Regions from separate parts of the Zea mays genome. Here region 1 is linked to region 2. The links are chromatin contacts, called in public Hi-C maps. All regions are on one chromosome and are shown on one strand. Each heading gives the region's core, a stretch centred on a gene start, on an enhancer-like site or on the middle of the called end of the contact. The rest is flanking DNA. Distances are from core to core; before and after follow the strand shown. Region 1 holds the start of LOC100502250. Region 2 holds the start of LOC103627858.

Region 1 (3,477 bases), core at 941-3,440, 800 kb after region 2:
AAAATGACTGGATGAGTGAAGAGAAACAGTTTATATGTTAGATGAAAATATGCATACCCCAAGGCGTAGAATATAGATGTCTCTCAGTACAGAAGGTAGAAGGTCTGGCCGCTGAACCTTTATTGCAACAAGAGAACCATCAACTGTGCGCCCCTGGTAGACCTGAAGTAAAAAAGACAAGACTTCCTTGAGCACAATAGTACATACTGAGAATAATGATACAGAAAATTGAATAAGACTACATCAGAAATTCCAAATAACTTGTCCTAGCATAGCACAGGCAGGAAAGAGGCACATGAGGATATTACCTGTCCAAAGGAAGCAGATGCTACAGGCTCATCTGAAACATAACTGAACATATGCGACACAGGGCACCCAAATTCTCCCTCAATGATCTTCATTGCATCCTCTCTTGGGAAAGTAGGAACCCTTTCATGCAACTCAGCAAGGGCCTAAAATTGAGTAGCATTGAACTAATAAATTTCTACTAAAAGAATGTAAATACCACTTAACTATAAAGCAAATGCTAATGAGACAACGGTAAGGGTGGTAATGAGCTCTAAATTTTACATTATAAAATTTAAGGATCGGATTGGATTAGGATCATGCTCTATTTTTATTCACTTTTGGGCTAAAATTATTGAAGGGCTCAAACAAATTATGAAAAAACATTTGGATCGCGATCCATTACCACCCCTAGGCAACGGAGATGCAGAACATGGAGAAATTTACCTAACCTCACAAATCTCTGAACCTATGATATCAGGTCTTGTAGAAAGTGATTGTCCAACTGCATACATAGAAAACACAGATGTCATGAGGCAATCCGCCACCTTGCCTTGATGCTGTCTTGCCAAGCATGACTACCCAACCTTTAATAAAAGTAGGCCCAAGGTTAAGAAATGTCTCCTTGAGAAGTTGGCCGACCATATATTGAGTATCATCAAACCCGTTGCCGCTGTTACCACTACTATAGGTAGCATCTGTGGTTAACTGAGCTCTTTTTGAAATCCGCATCTTCACCACAGCTGAGAGAAATGTGAAGAGTATCTGCAGAGCAAAGGTTGACAGCAAATGGACCAATTAGATAGAATAGCTGGAAGAGAGTGTAGGTTAGTACTAAAAGCAAAGGAAGAGCTCATAGTTAACCTGAATGACGCGAGAGGCAAGGATATGCGGACGTGAGGCGAAGTACTGGGCAAGGAGGTCAGGATCATAATGCTGGGGGAGCGGCGTAGTCAGGATGGCCGAATAGTAGTTGATGTACAGTTTCAGGGCTTCAAGGTCAGCCATCATCAACTCCATACAGGATAATCCTACCATAACAAGATAACATTACCAATAATGTGACTGACGTAGATTAATTTATTCCAAATCTAGAGCTCGTGCTGCATCGTGCTAGCTACAAACCTGGTGGGTAGGAGGGCGGAGGGAAGGCTGGGGCCTGAAGTATATGTTGCTGCTCTTTCTGCTGCTCCTGGGGTTTGGGTTTAGGTTGCTGTTCAGACTTTCCCTTGCTATTGCTACCGAGGAATCGGCGCGCGAGAGAGTGCCGCGCGCTACCGGCGTACACCTTGAGGGCCTGGAAGTCGGCCGCCATTAGCTCCACGCACGACAACCCTACCAAAACCCGGATAAATGTGGCCATCAGCAAGAGGATGCGCGCGCAATGGGGTCGAATTGAGATGCGCTGTCGTAGCAGGTGAGGAACCTGACGGGTACGAGGGGGGCGGGAAGGCCGGGGGCGACTCGTCCACCACTACCACCTCCTCCTCTTCCTGCTGCTGCCGGAAAGGCTTGTGCTTAGGTCTCGGCTGCTGCTGCTTCCGCTGCTTCTTCTCAAGGAAGCGGAGCCAGAAGACGTCGCGGAGCGGGGCGCCGACGGCGGCCTGGACGAATTCGCCGTCGCGGCGGAGCACACCTAGCACCTGGTCCAGCGCGACGCCGCCGCCGCCCGCGCCTCCTCGCGCCCCGCTCCCGCCCGACTGGCGCGGTGAGATGGGCTTGTTCCCGCCCCACCAAGGCCGCTGCGGCGCCACCCTGTCCTTGTTCCCGCCGCCGCTCACGGCGCGGACGTGCAGCGCGGGCGGCCGCACCAGCGTCGCCATCGCGTCGAGCTTTTAGGAGAAGCCGAGGACAGCGAGTGGTGACTAGGAGCGTCTGAGGTGGTGGCGGTGGATGGGCTGAACTGGTGCTGGTGGTCGAGACGGGACAGCCGGGCAGGGCGTCGGGGAGTCCACTGTTGGCTGCTGCTACGCTGCGCACGTCATCGGGTCACCTCGCCGTCGCGTCCGCGTCCAGCAGTCCACCAACGGCAGGCCGACAATTCGCGAATCGCTTGGGGATAACCGCTTCGCCCTGAAAGGCCCAGTGGATTGATTGGGCCGATACGGCCTCTCCGCTGCCTTGTGGAGCCCATCAGCAAGGAGATATCGAATGGGCCTGCTCCTTGCCGTCAGTGATGGGATACGAAAACGGACCGAGCAGAAAATCAGATCGACGCGTCTGTCTGACTCTGACAGAACGCGAAACAGCTCCGTTGCAGGGAAGATTACAGTCAGCAAAAGGTACGTCCGTATGTATCGTAGCATCGTAAAGAAGACATACGAATCAACATGCTGACAGTCTTGCCAATAGCGTTTTTTTTTTGAGTTAGGACTTTCTCTTTACACGCATCAACTCTCTGTCTCTCTTGCGTAGCAGGACATGCTTTCAAGGGTAGAAAAGAATTAGGCCAAGATGCTACACATCAGTTCCTGCTCTAGAAGCATCAGATCCATACAACTCGATATAAAAGTCTATAGCATCTCGATATTACAATATACAATAATTGATATAAGTGTCTTTCTACACAATTCAGTTGTGGCAAAATACCATTATTTAAGGCTAATAGTATTAAAAAATAATACCAAAATCAACACTTGAGTGCACAAAAAGTCAAACAAACTATTCAGAATCAATACCGTATGATTAAATCTTTGTAACGCAATAAGACAATTAGACAACAGCATCGACTACGGGAGCGAACAGTCCTCGGACGGCGGTTGAATAAACAGCATGAGCCATCTGAACATTGTTCAAAACTTCAGATCAACCAACCATACAGACTTTTTTTTCAGTCGCCAAATTGAAAAGGGCCTTCTACTGTTTGACTGCACGCATTGTTAAGCGTGTTAACTCTACGGCGACGAACGGATGAGATGCTGTCCTAGCATTATTTGAGCCTTGGAGGCTCTCGGAGGGAACACAACTATTCGAATGTTATTGAGATGATTATACACTATTCTTCTAGGCCCAATTGGGTTTAGGTTTTGAACGCTGTTGCTGCAGCTATGGTGGGATACCTCTCACAAAACTACCATAGAAAAACAGCTGCTACTGCTAGCTTCACAGACTGCCGAACAGGGAATAATTTTGTAAAGAGGGTCAGTATATATAAAGAGGGTCAGTATTGGTCCGGTAATAACTAGGTAAAAT
Region 2 (3,284 bases), core at 317-2,816:
TGGTGAGGCGGCTAAACAGAACAAAGTGGGGTTAAGTCCATAGATGCCTTGCCTGCAGGTGACTTGCAACATTTTCCCTGGTGAGTCTCTCAACATTCATGAGCTCAAGTATCCTTTTTGGCACGGCTTCTGCGTCAACAGAAAAGATTAGGTTGTGAATGAACCGTGGCAAATAACTTAACAGCAGCAAAGCTGAAAAAAAAACAGCAGGTGGCAGTGGGACTCACTGTCAATTCCTAGCTGATTGACAGCAGCAACAAATTTTCGGTGCAGTTCAACTGACCAAACAACCCTTGGTTTCTTTGGAGCTGAAGGATCATCGTTATCTTGGCCATTACTCTCTTCTCCTTCATCTTCCTCTTCACTATGATATTCCTTCCTCTTTTTGCTGGGCCTCCCACTTTGGTCAGGTGGCCCAGCTGTAATTTGGCTGTGAGCAAGATCAAAATCTGCATTTGATGGCCTATTGCACTCCTCATAGCCATCATTGTTAGCACGATCACAGTTACTGAATTTCCTCCTAACAACATGCTGCCAGATATTCCTAAGCTCTTCCAGCCGAACCGGTTTTAAGAGATAGTCACAGGCACCATGAGTTATCCCCTTCATTACAGTTTTTGTCTCTCCATTCACCGATAACACTGCATGTATAATGACATGTTAGCATTCTAAGTTTTGCCTTCCTCAAATACAGGCTTAAGATTTGCTGTATGCCATGGTTACTTTGAAGATGGTATAAGAATATCATTAAATAAAAGCTGCATACTACTATCAACAACAGTGAGAGTCGGCCACCAGTAAGATATAGCAATTTTGACTTACTAATGACAGGGAGGTCCATTTCAAGCCCCACAAGCTCTAGAAGCTTAAAGCCATCCATGTCTGGCATGTGAACATCACTAATAACAAGATCAAACAGGTCCCTGTTTTGCCTCAGCATACTCAAGGCGACAACAGCCTGATTCGTCGTTGTCACTGCAAATATGAAAAGTCTTACAGGTGAGTAGCTATAGCAAAAGCCAGAACAAGCATCTTGTACATACTGCATGTGAAAGTACCCAAATTGTAGTACACCCACCCAAAAAAATGCAGCATACATAATATAAAAAGTGTAGTGAGGTTACCAATTCAGTGCTTAACTATTTTGATCATTCGATGTAAACAAATCTGTAGCTGCGGGAAGAATCTATACATGATAAGTACATATGTAATATATAACTGTAACAACTAGTGTTACGCAATTGCACAACAGCATCTTTATTTTTTAGCGTCTACTCTGGAAGCAGATAATTTGGCAAAATCCAGGAAAAGAGAAATCTAACAACGCAGCGCTGAACTAGAAATATATATACTAGCAGTCTCCAGGCCGCAGAAATAAAAATGATAGCCCTGTGGCGCAGAAATCCTTACCATGATACTGGCAGCGGCGCAGGAGGTTCTCAAGCACCTTGAGGCACACGGGGTCGTCGTCCACGGCGAGGACCCTCATGCCGACGGGGAACTGGTCCCTGACTCTCCCCACGGCAGCATCTCTCTCCTCCGGCCTCATCGAAACGGGACGGGAGACCCACCCTCCCAATAATATCGACCCGAAACACGGCAAGAAAAGCCGGCGCAAGAACACACTACTGTTGGTGTTCCTAGCAGAGCAGCAGTAGCTGAGCCGAGAAAGCAAAGCGAACAGGAAAAACTCGTGGTTGGCACGCACCAGTCGTCCAGTCCTATCAAGAAATTGGGTTCCCGGCTAGCAGTAGCGGCACCACCAGCCGGCACTACCCCAAACAAGGAGCGAGATGTGGACAGGGAGGAAGATGGGTTGAAGCCTGAAGGCCTCCCGATCCCCAGCAAGGAAAAGGGATCGGGGGAGGGGAAGGGAAGCAGAACCAACCTACTACTGCCCAAGCTCAACTGTAGCTGAAAAGAGGAAAGGGAGGGTGGCGACTGGCGAGCCGGCCGGGATGATGGAGAGGAGAGGAGAGGAAAGCGAACGGCTGGTGGATTTGGACGAGGGAGCGGCGAGGGTGGGGGATGCAGCACAGCCACAGCGGCAGGTTCACGACCAAACCCACCACCACGCCATCATTATTGGAGCAAAGATGTGGGAAAGCAAAAGGAGGAAGGATAGGGAGTTGGACGGGATGGAGAGGGCAGGCCAGAACAAAAGAGATGGGCAGGGAAAGCAAGCAAAGGAGCTGGAAAGCAGGCAGAGATGGCGACTGTTACAGATGAACCAAGCCACCTCTGTCTCCCTCTCTGACTCTTCCCTCTTTCCCACCTCTTCTACACAAGCAAGCTCAGCAGTCACTACAGTCCACGCCAAGCTCGGCTCCCCTCCCCTCCCCTCCGCTCCGCCTCTTCCACAGCGCCACTGCTGCTCAGCATGGATTGACGAGAGGTCTGTAGCTTTTGGTTCCTGTGGCACGGGCGGTGCGGTGGCGAGCATCCTCCCATGGCTGGCAGCCATGGATGGTAGATATACGTGGGTCAAAATGGCGGTGGTGGCGGCGGCGGGAAAAGCGAGTGGACCCCGCCCATGTCCAAGCAACCACTGGTAACTACAGCGTGCGTGATCCTCTCCGCCGTGCAATGCAACCAAGCCATTCGAGACCACTGCTACCTCCTGTGAAACTGTCAAAGCCCTCTCTCTATCTCTCCGTAAATTTGTACTGCTACTCCGCGGTGTATTCTTTTTGTTTTATCTGAATCTCTTAATACTACGCCCGTCCAGAACAGAATACGATATGATTCCGATTCTAATCTTGTCAAACTAACTAAACTTTGAACAAATTTTATTAAAAAGTGTCAATAAATACGGGTGTTTGGATCACACAATTAAAGTTTAGTACTTGTCATATCGAATGTTTGAGCGATAATTACGAACATTAAATATAATTCTATTATAAAATTAATTACACAGTAAAAACTAAAATTAGAATACGAGACAAATTTATTAAATATAATTAAGCTTATATTTATTACTTATGATTGGTATCCAAACATTTAACTAACATGACATAACTTTAGTAAGGAAAACCAAACACCCGCTAAATAGATATGCTAGGAAAATATATTGTACTTAGGGATGGTAATAGACTCTAAATTTTACACTAGAATATTTAAGAATCGGATCGGATTCTATTTCTATTTATTTTTAAACTAAAATCTTTTTAGGACCCTAAAATTTATGAAGAAACATTTAGATCGTGATCCATTACCACCTCTAATTGTATTTCAGGATGCAGAGATCAACAAATATGGTTGATTTGGTGACCACAAAATTGGAG

The links. A called contact is a pair of places that touch in the nucleus more often than the background predicts.
Region 1: a Hi-C map of ear shows a contact between it and region 2, with 2.2 times the contacts expected there. The contact joins the promoter of LOC100502250 here to the promoter of LOC103627858 in region 2. A contact is called at or near these places in 2 of 25 Hi-C or Micro-C datasets (ear and tassel).

Annotation. Positions count from the first base shown.
Region 1 is chr5:222,920,710-222,924,186 of Zm-B73-REFERENCE-NAM-5.0, forward strand. It overlaps LOC100502250, which reads right to left and starts at 2,191. Exons shown (of 17, transcript NM_001363238.1): 1 at 1,712-2,191; 2 at 1,411-1,620; 3 at 1,150-1,316; 4 at 873-1,050; 5 at 738-790; 6 at 309-452; 7 at 58-162. The coding sequence starts at 2,108.
Region 2 is chr5:222,122,222-222,125,505 of Zm-B73-REFERENCE-NAM-5.0, forward strand. LOC103627858 reads left to right here and starts at 1,567. Exons shown (of 2, transcript XM_008648170.4): 1 at 1,567-2,551. The coding sequence starts at 1,959. It overlaps LOC100274010, which reads right to left and starts at 2,113. Exons shown (of 6, transcript NM_001148395.2): 1 at 1,411-2,113; 2 at 823-975; 3 at 228-641; 4 at 53-129. The coding sequence starts at 1,549.